Regions from separate parts of the Zea mays genome. Here region 1 is linked to region 2. The links are chromatin contacts, called in public Hi-C maps. All regions are on one chromosome and are shown on one strand. Each heading gives the region's core, a stretch centred on a gene start, on an enhancer-like site or on the middle of the called end of the contact. The rest is flanking DNA. Distances are from core to core; before and after follow the strand shown.

Region 1 (4,618 bases), core at 984-3,483, 40 kb after region 2:
TTTCATCTCATCCTCTTGTAGTTCACACTTGAACAAAGTACTCTTTAGATTCTATACAGGCAGCGATTGCTTGTGCAATTATATTCCACTTCATTCCTAATTAACAATTTGGGTCTTATGATTGACGACTTTGACTTTATCACCATAAATAAACCTGACACACGAATTATATCTGGATTCTGGAACAGGTTCAATAAGAGAGCATCATAGTGTTGCATAAATAAGTGTGCTTATGATTCATATTTGCTCATTGCAAATTGGAGTTATTTGTGTTGTTTCTTTGTATACTCAACAAAGAGATGTTAACCACTTGTGTTTATCTCATTGCCACACTCAGTTATGTCACGTAACTTCATTTTCATGTTTTATTTTGTTCCAGCAATGTAGTTTATCTTTGTTTTAATAGCTCTTTCTTTGTAAAACAACATTTTGTTGTGGTTATTATGCGGATAAGAGAACCTAAAACTACAACACTGATGTTTGTGTGACATAAGAGAACCTAAAACACATTGATGACGTTTGGGGCCAAGAACTATAGTGGGGTGGTTGATGTACTTGGAGAATGAGAAGTTGAAGAATGGACTTAAGTTATTTCAACGACTTCATTACCTGGCGCGCACACGAGTATTGTATAATGCACTATCCTTCTATGGAATAAATGTGTTTTATTTAAGATGTTTTAATATTCGCTACAATATTGTTTATTTTTTATAAATGACAAAGCACATGTCCTTGTATGTGTTATATACATCCACTTTTAGTGATGCTAATAAAAGTACAAAATAAAAAAAATAACAATTAGTGTTTTTGCATATCAATGTGTTTTATCATATTGATTTCGTAGCAACGCACGGATATATTTATATATAAGTTATTGTAGTATTATATGTTTCCGTTGCAACGCACGGGCACTCACCTAGTATGATATTATATTTGTATTAATATGATATTATCTTGTGAATTAATATGGTTCGGGCCAGTGGCCGGCCCGACACGATTTTTCTCTGTTCGTGCCGGGTTTGGGCATGTCCCTAGGCACGTGGGCCAGCACGACCCGGCCCGAAGCATTAACGGGCCGTGCCTGGCCCGGCCCTATACGCACCGGACCGAAACGGGTTCGGGCCGGGTCTGGGCCGGGTGGCCCGTTTGGACATCTATATTCCGGACTAGTTCCAGGTGGAATAAATCAGTCTAGGTTAGAATTAGCAATGTCCTTTTTAAGCTGGGCCGAAAACAATCCCACCTGATTTCAACTCTTCTCCCTCAATTTTCGGTCTGGAATGAGTCTAGGTTGTCTGTCTCCTGGATTGGTTCCTGATCTGAAAATGGTCTGGTGACTAGGAATGAGTAACAAGCCATGTTCCACTTTATCTTAGGTTGACTTGGTTACCGGTCTGGCTTGGATATCGGCATGTTAAACGGGGCCTAATAAAGAACCGTAACAGAATCAAAGGAACGGGAATTCGTGATGACACGCTCCACCACTGAAGCCAGAAAATAGTCCTGCAATAATTTCGAATGCTACACATGAATCGCATGAATGTAATCGTGTCGTCTTCACACTGCTAGCTCACACATGCAGATATGATAACGAGTAACCGTGTTTTTTTCACACAGAAAACAATTATAGAGGGCAGAAGACACACGCACGTACGTCAAAGAGGAAGCACGCATCAATCAGATCGATCGGTCATCAGGTCGGCAATGAGTAAGACATCGACGACCGGCTGACGCAGCGTAACCGTACCAGTCAAAGATGGCAATGGATTGGGTGCATGCATGATCAGAGCCTGGACCTCACCTGGAGGTGGGAGCAAGAAACCAATCCACTCGGCACTTCCATATTACGGGAGCGGAGCCCAGCCCAACGAAGCGGTCCTCATGGGCTTTCGCTCTCGCGTTACGGGCATGTTGATTGCACGAGGCCCACAGCGCTCGAGCATGGGCCCTCAACCACCAGCCAGCTCTCCCGCTCCCAGAGTCCCAGACTCCCAGTGACCTGAATTCGATTGACGCCGACCATCGCCATCCTTCCCAGGTACGTACTCGTACACCGCCACGTCCATCGCTGTTCTCCCCGCCGACCCACGGCATCCGCAGCGACGCCGACGCGTGGCCCCCGTCCAGATCACAAGACCCATTCAGATTCTTCAGGTGAATTGAGACCGTGAGAGGTTAGACAGACAGGTAGCGCATACGGTACTGTACGTACACGGTATACCATGACAAAAACAAACGCCAGTGACCTTCCTGTTCCTTACTGGCGGCGAACAAGACGACGGTGCGGTGACACGATGGTTGCCGGAGTTCCGGTTTGTCCCAACCTCCAGATGTCCATGCCACGACAATTGATTGACTTGAACCTCCCGACGCCCTGAGTCTATAATTGGGAGTATCATGTCGTGGGTTCTAGGTTCTACGTGCCCTTATCTTAATGTGTGTGTCATTTCATTTCCCATTGTTGATCCGCGAGCGGAGTGGATATCTGTGTTCAACTAGTGCTATTAGGTAGGAATATTTGAAGCGATCAAGTATTACACATTGTTTGTGATGGCCATAAAGCTATTCTCAATAATAGTTTTATGGTAATTTCATGCATATTTAATAGTGTGACACGTCATATGTTTTATGACATGGCATACCATTTAATAGATTGAGTTTTATTAGATGAAACTAGTTTTGTGGAGATAGAATCATGTCAACCCGTTTTCAAGGTCTTGAAAACCGTGTGAAATCTTCATTGAGAATGGTTTGTTTTATCTTCACATATTCTACTAATTTCTATTAGTTATTGAGTTGCAACATTTAATTGATATTTTAATTTTATGTAATAGTGAAGTAAATTTTTGTATTGATAGACTTTGTTTTATCCTTAGTTTTATGACACTTTTCATGATATGACGGTGTTGGAAATAGTGCCACGAAATTTCTATTGAGAATAACAGGTCTTCTAATTTATTTACCGCGCCTCCTGCTTTGCTGGAAGCTGGATCGAACCCTTCTTTTTACTCCTGTTGCGTTGGCCTTTTTTTAACGTGGCCAAGTGGTTGATCTTTGTCTTCTCCTAGTTATTCTAGTAGTTTGACCTTTGGAGAAATATTCGGGCAAAAGGTTGTTCCTACACTCGTCTGATTCTTTTTAGAGATGAAATGGATTTATGGTTGTACAATGCAAAAGCTAAGAGTTAGTTTGGGAGCCACAAAATCAGAGCGACTAAATTTCCCTTCTCATTCAAAATTAAATAACAAGGGGAATTTAGCCCCTCCAATTCCCTCCGGTTTTCTAACTCCCAAACTAGCCCTAATCGTCTACCAAACCTACCTACATTGTTGTCATGGATATGATGGGAATGAAGTTGCCCACATGTTATTTAGGCAGTGTTTGGATTTACTAAATTTTATCCCGTTCAGACGAGGCTAGAAGTATTAAATATAGTCTAATGAAGGAGTAGTTACACGATGAGGATTAAACGACAAGACAAATCTGTTCAATCCGATTAGTCTATGATTCGTCCATATGATGCTACAGTAAATATTTGTTAATCATAGACTAGCAAAGAAAGCTTGTTTGAAAGGAAGGTTAACTTTTTAATCCGTGTTAACGTAGTGGTCCTGGGGAGGGGCCGCTCGCACTAATGCAGTAACGCTATGGTCCCCAGGAGGGAAGGGGTTGGCAGCGGTGCAAGCGAGAGGAAAGAGACGGCGAGTCGATAACACTAACCATTGTATTTGAGTGAGTAAGAGAAACAATGGTTATCTATCAATCTGATCTGTTGGTTTTGAGGGTATAATATGTGTGGGTGTGTTTCGTTTGGTAGATTTAGAGAAGGTTATGGGTGGAGGTGATTTGGTTGGTTAAGTTTTTGTAAAGTTAAAATTAGTGGATTATATAGGGATATAGATTAATTAGACTTAATAATTTTGTCTCACTGTTTAGCCTTTATGTGTTCAATTAGTTTTTAGATTATACTATATTTAGTATTCGTAATGGACATTTAAGAGTGTTTGGTTTGAGAAATCACTACATCCAAAATAAGATAAGATATCATGAGTGATGAGTACATTCCTCAAATTTGGTGGGATAATCTAATTCCTTATATTAGTACTAACTAATTATGAAGAATGGTGTGACGATGTATCAATTCATTTTATTTCACAACCAAAAAAATCAGAAATGAGAAGACGGTGAATTAGCTTATTCCTTAACCCAAACACCATATTAGGCATCTGATTTATCATATACCAAACACCCCTTCCTATAGTGTTTATCATTGCAGTTTGTGACGCATAAGCAGCTGCCCCCACGTTCTGGTTCTGCAGACAAGTTTTGCTGCCTATCAAGGGAAGACGTTCTCCAGTTTCTCGTGGATGACTTGGTGGTTGGTGCTCTTGCTCCCATCCCGCTGACTCAGATATTTTCCCTTGGAGCCATAAACCCGCAGTACGGTTACGTGGAAGCATCTGCGCCTGCCATGGAAGCAATTCAAAATACCCTTCAAGACCCGTGCGCCGTCGCTGTTGTGGAGACGACGCCGGATGGAACTCGCAAACTACTAGGAGACATCTCTACTCACTGGCACTGGCAAACCTGTCAGCTGGGCAGTTCGTCATGGGCGCCG
Region 2 (4,613 bases), core at 347-2,846:
CGTGTCTGGTTGAAAGATGTTGCTCATCACCGTCTGCGCTCTGGGCTGATGGATGGGTGTGCTGCCACGAGATGGAGTGAAATCTGCATAAGGGCGCAACTTAAGATTATGCGGCAACTGAAGCAAATCACATGGGATAAACTTGGGTGCATCAGAACTCCCTTGATAATGTCAAAGCCAATAAATGAATATGTTATGTTTCCAAGATATTGCTAGAGTGTAGAGTGATTGATAGAGGACCACATGGGATAGGTTATGAAACTAAAGGTGGGGGTCCATGTCCATAATGATAGCGCCCAAAGACAAAATCAAAGGCATCCACTTTTTGGCAATCAAAATATAAATTAGGTCCATTAGATTCTAGAGACAGATAAAGCTGTATCCTAAAGGAACAATCCACATTGATCATGCTTCTGGTATAGTAATAGGAGAACCTAAAAAAGGAAATGACACGATCAACTTGACAGCTGGTGCCAAAGAAATCTCAGTATGCAGGGCCAGGGTATGAGAAGCTATCTCTAAAACTAGATTGAAACTTCTTTAAACATTTATAGTAAATAAACGTGTGTAAAGGTTCGATTACCTCCATTCACGCTGTAGAAGTCATCCTCGCAGTCGGAATCTAACCAAGCTCGAGATTCGAAGAACACTTCATCCTTGCTACCTGGAAATTAAATTCCATATAAAATAGTAGTAATTTTTGTATACGCGTTTGACGAATTTCAGCTAAGAGACTAATCAAAGAAGTAAGGAAAAACAGAAACACAGAACGATTATTTACTACTTGGCAGGTTGATAATTCAAGAGGTAGCAATTGATTTTTGGACAAAAAAACTCCTTTTCCATTACAAGAAACCAAAATCAGTAAGCATTTTCCGTTCAAGATCATCCGCGCCCCTACAAAACTAACTGATCGCCAGAAGCGATTAATGCAATGATTTCGTTGCCAAATCCTGAAATCAAGAGCCCAGTATATGAATAAACAAACCAAAAGGTTTCCTTTTAACGTAAAGAACTGACTGCTCATCTGCTCTTTACGGAATCTTTACCTCCAAAGATCTTCAATAAACAACAGTAACTGATTATAGAAGATAAAATCGGAACATCACTTCAGAAAAAGACCAAAAAAACAAACACCCATCCATCACGCGTACCAGAATCCGGGCTCTTGGGGTTCAACTCTGCCCGCTGCTGCTCAGCGTCGACCTTGGACTTGAAATCAGCAAAGTCATCGTCACCGCCGCCGCAGCCGCCCTTCTCGTTTGCAGCTTCCGCCTTGGTGGGCGAGTCAAGAAACTGCTCCTTGGGGTACCCCGGGTCCTTGTGAACTGAAGCGCAAGCACCCATCTTCACTTTCTCCCCTTTCAAGACGCGGCAAGAAGCATGTCTGTGCGAGTGCGAGCGCGGACACGGGGCAGGTTACTCCTGGCAAGAGATCCCACGGAGAAGGAATCAAGAAAGGAGTACGAGGGTCAAGGATCAACGTGGGGGAGCAAAAGGTGAACACACGAATGCTCCTACAGCCTACAGGGAGGAGATGAGACGGAGGGGAGGAGGGAGGCGAGGAGCCAAAGAGTGGGCGTCTTTTACTAGGAAACAGTGCGGCGACGCCGGGGCGGTCATGCCCTCGCTTTTTGAGAAATGGGCGTGGGAAAAAGAGCTGGGGAGCAAAGACGACAAAAACATTGGCGATCCACGGAAAATTTTCCGATGGTGGAATTTTCACACGAGGTGTAGACTATCTCTGGCGCACTCTATATCCTTATCTCACTCTCTAATTTAAACTACTCTGTATAAATAGTGCATATACAGTATAAAATAGTGTTATATACATCCGCATACATGATGTTATTAGAGCTGGCCTTAGGGCATATACAAATCGCAATGTTACGGTTTCCAAACACTAGATACATATAAGATGCAAGATGCGAATCTAATACAGCAATATAGACCCATTTGCCTCTTGAATGTTAGTTACAAGATCTTCACCAAAGTCGCTACAAACAGGTTGAATCTAGTTGTCGGTGTTTCGAGACCGAGGGTCCCTAAGCCGACGAGTGAGTGTGCCGCGTGCCCCAGCCCAGATGGGTCGAGCGCGTGGGCGAGCGCGAAGGGGAAGCGAGGTGGCCGGAGACGGGCGTGAGAGAGGTGGAAATCCCACGGCCTTCGTGTTCGTCCCGCGCCCAGGTCGGGTGCGCTTGCAGTAGGGGGTTACAAGCGTCCACGCGGGTGAGGGAAGCGAGCGGCTCCAAGAGAGCGTTTGTCTCGTCCTCGTCCCCCGCGGCCAACCTTCTCTAAGAAGGCTCTGGTCCTTCCTTTTATAGGCGTAAGGAGAGGATCCAGGTGTACAATGGGGGTGTAGCAGAGTGCTACGTGTCTAGCGGGGAGAGCTAGCGCCCTAAGTACATGCCAATGTGGCAGCCGGAGAGATCTTGGCACCCAGTTGGTGTGATGTCGTGGCCGTCGGAGGAGCGGCGGAGCCTGGCGGAGGGACAGCTGTCGGAGCGGTTGAGTCCTTGCTGACGTCCTCCTGCTTCCGTAAGAGAGCTGAGAGCCGCTGTCGTCACAGAGCTTGCGGGGCGCCATCATTGCCTATCTGGCAGAGCTAGCCAGATGGGACATCAGTCTTGTTCTCTGCGGCCCGAGTCGGCTCGGGGTAGATTGATGATGGCGCTTCCTGCTGACGTGGCTGGCCTGCGCCCTAGGTTGGGCGTCGTGGAGGCTCCTCCGAAGCCGAGGTCGAGTCTGTCTTCCTTGGCCGAGGCCGAGTCCGAGCCCCTGGGTCGGGCGAGGCGGAGGTCGTTCGGCAGAGGCCAAGGCGGAGTCCGAGCCCTGGGGTCGGGCGAAGCGGAGTTCGTCGTCTTCTGGGGCTGAGCCCGAGTCCGAGCCCTGGGGTCGGGCGGAGCGGAGTTCGCCGTCTTCCGGGACTTAGCCCGAGTCCGAGCCCTAGGTCGGGCGGAGCGGAGTTCGCCGTCTTCTGGGGCTGAGCCCGAGTCCGAGCCCTGGGGTCGGGCGGAGCGGAGTTCGCCGTCTTCCGGGACTTAGCCCGAGTCCGAGCCCTGGGTCGGGCGGAGCGGAGTTCGCCGTCTTCCGGGACTTAGCACGAGTCCGAGCCCTGGGTCGGGCGGAGCGGAGTTCGCCGTCTTCCGGGACTTAGCCCGAGTCCGAGCCCTGGATCGGGCGGAGCGGAGTTTCCTATGGTGCCTTTGGCAGGGCCTGACTGCCTGTCAGTCTCACTCTGTCAAGTGGCACTGCAGTCGGAGTGGCGCAGGCGGCGCTGTCCTTCTGTCAGACCGGTCAGTGGAGCGGCAAAGTGACGACGGTCACTTCGGCTCTGCCGGGGGGCGCGTGTCAGGATAAAGGTGTCAGGCCACCTTTGCGTTAAATGCTCCTGCGACTCGGTCGGTCGGCGCGGCGATTTAGTCAGGATTGCTTCTTAGCGAAGGCAAGGCCTCGGGCGAGCCGGAGATGTGTCTACCATTGGAGGGGGGCCTTGGGCGAGACGGAAATCCCTCGGGGTCGGCTGCCCTTGTCCGAGGCTAGGCTCGGGCGAGGCGTGATCGAGTCGCTCGTATGGACTGATCCCTGACTTAATCGCACCCATCAGGCCTTTGCAGCTTTATGCTGATGGGGGTTGCCAGCTGAGAATTAGGAGTCTTGAGGGTACCCCTAATTATGGTCCCCGACAGTAGCCCCCGAGCCTCGAAGGGAGTGTTAGCACTCGCTTGGAGGCTTTCGTCGCACTTTTTTGCAAGGGGACCAGCCTTTCTCGGTTGCATTTTGTTCCGGTGGGTGCGCGCGAGCGCACCCGCCGGGTGTAGCCCCCGAGGCCTCGGAGGAGTGGTTTCACTCCTTCGAGGTCTTAATGCCTCGCGTAATGCTTCAGCTGGTCTGGTTGTTCCCTCATGCGAACTGGTCGTAGCCCGGGTGCACGGTCGGGGCCCAAGTTCTCGGGCTGGTATGTTGACGCTGTCAACGGTTCGGCCGGAGCCGGGTTTGCGAGAGCAGCCCCCGAGCCTCCGCACAGGGCGAGAGGGCGATCAGGGACAGACTCGGCTTTTTTACATACGCCCCTACGTCGCCTTTCCGCAAGGAGGAGGGGGGGAGAGCGCCATGTTACCCTCGATGGGCACCGAACATGGTGTCTCCGGTGAGCTGCAAGCGGGTAATCCGAGTGGACGTCCGTGCCCCGTTCGTTGGGGGTCGGCTAGGGGCCCAGAGGCACGCCCAAAAGTACCTGCGGGTGATCTGCCGGACCCGGTCCCCTAGCGACGGGGTCCGAGGGCTCGATGCCTCCCTCCGATGGGATTCCGTTACAAGATCGCTCCCGCTGGTCTCGGAAATGTCCTAGGGTACCTCGGGAGCGCAGCCCGAGCCTCGGCTATGTATCGAACGTACCCCTGGTCATCCCTCGCTCGGCGTCTGAGGCGATTGTGAACCCTTCGGGGCCAGCCTTCGAACCCCTGATCAGTAATGGGCGCGGAGCCCGAGTAGCCTGAGGCGGCCGTGGAGCCCTTCGGGGGGCCGGCCTTCGAACCTCTGACCAGTAGTGGGTGTAGGGCCCACGCGATCTGAGGCGGCTGTTGAACCCCTCGGGGGGCCAGCCTTCGAAC

Evidence for each region. Hi-C and Micro-C count contacts between places; a contact is called where the count stands out from the background.
Region 1: a Hi-C map of endosperm shows a contact between it and region 2, with 2.4 times the contacts expected there. The contact joins the enhancer-like site here to the promoter of LOC100274189 in region 2. A contact is called at or near these places in 10 of 25 Hi-C or Micro-C datasets (bundle sheath, ear, endosperm and 5 more) and 2 of 3 datasets of contacts at active chromatin or transcription factors (leaf and seedling).

Annotation. Positions count from the first base shown.
Region 1 is chr8:168,148,093-168,152,710 of Zm-B73-REFERENCE-NAM-5.0, forward strand. It overlaps LOC103636355 and the pseudogene LOC103637479. Among protein-coding and RNA genes, the nearest start is that of LOC100192652, 6.4 kb to the right of the region's middle. Within about 2 kb of position 2,234, at least 19 of the 20 cell types and tissues checked have an H3K27ac peak or open chromatin away from gene starts, as enhancers often do. A contact at or near this core is called in bundle sheath, ear, endosperm and 5 more, where this site is marked.
Region 2 is chr8:168,108,460-168,113,072 of Zm-B73-REFERENCE-NAM-5.0, forward strand. It overlaps LOC100274189, which reads right to left and starts at 1,597. Exons shown (of 3, transcript NM_001320113.1): 1 at 1,155-1,597; 2 at 584-664; 3 at 1-83. The coding sequence starts at 1,347.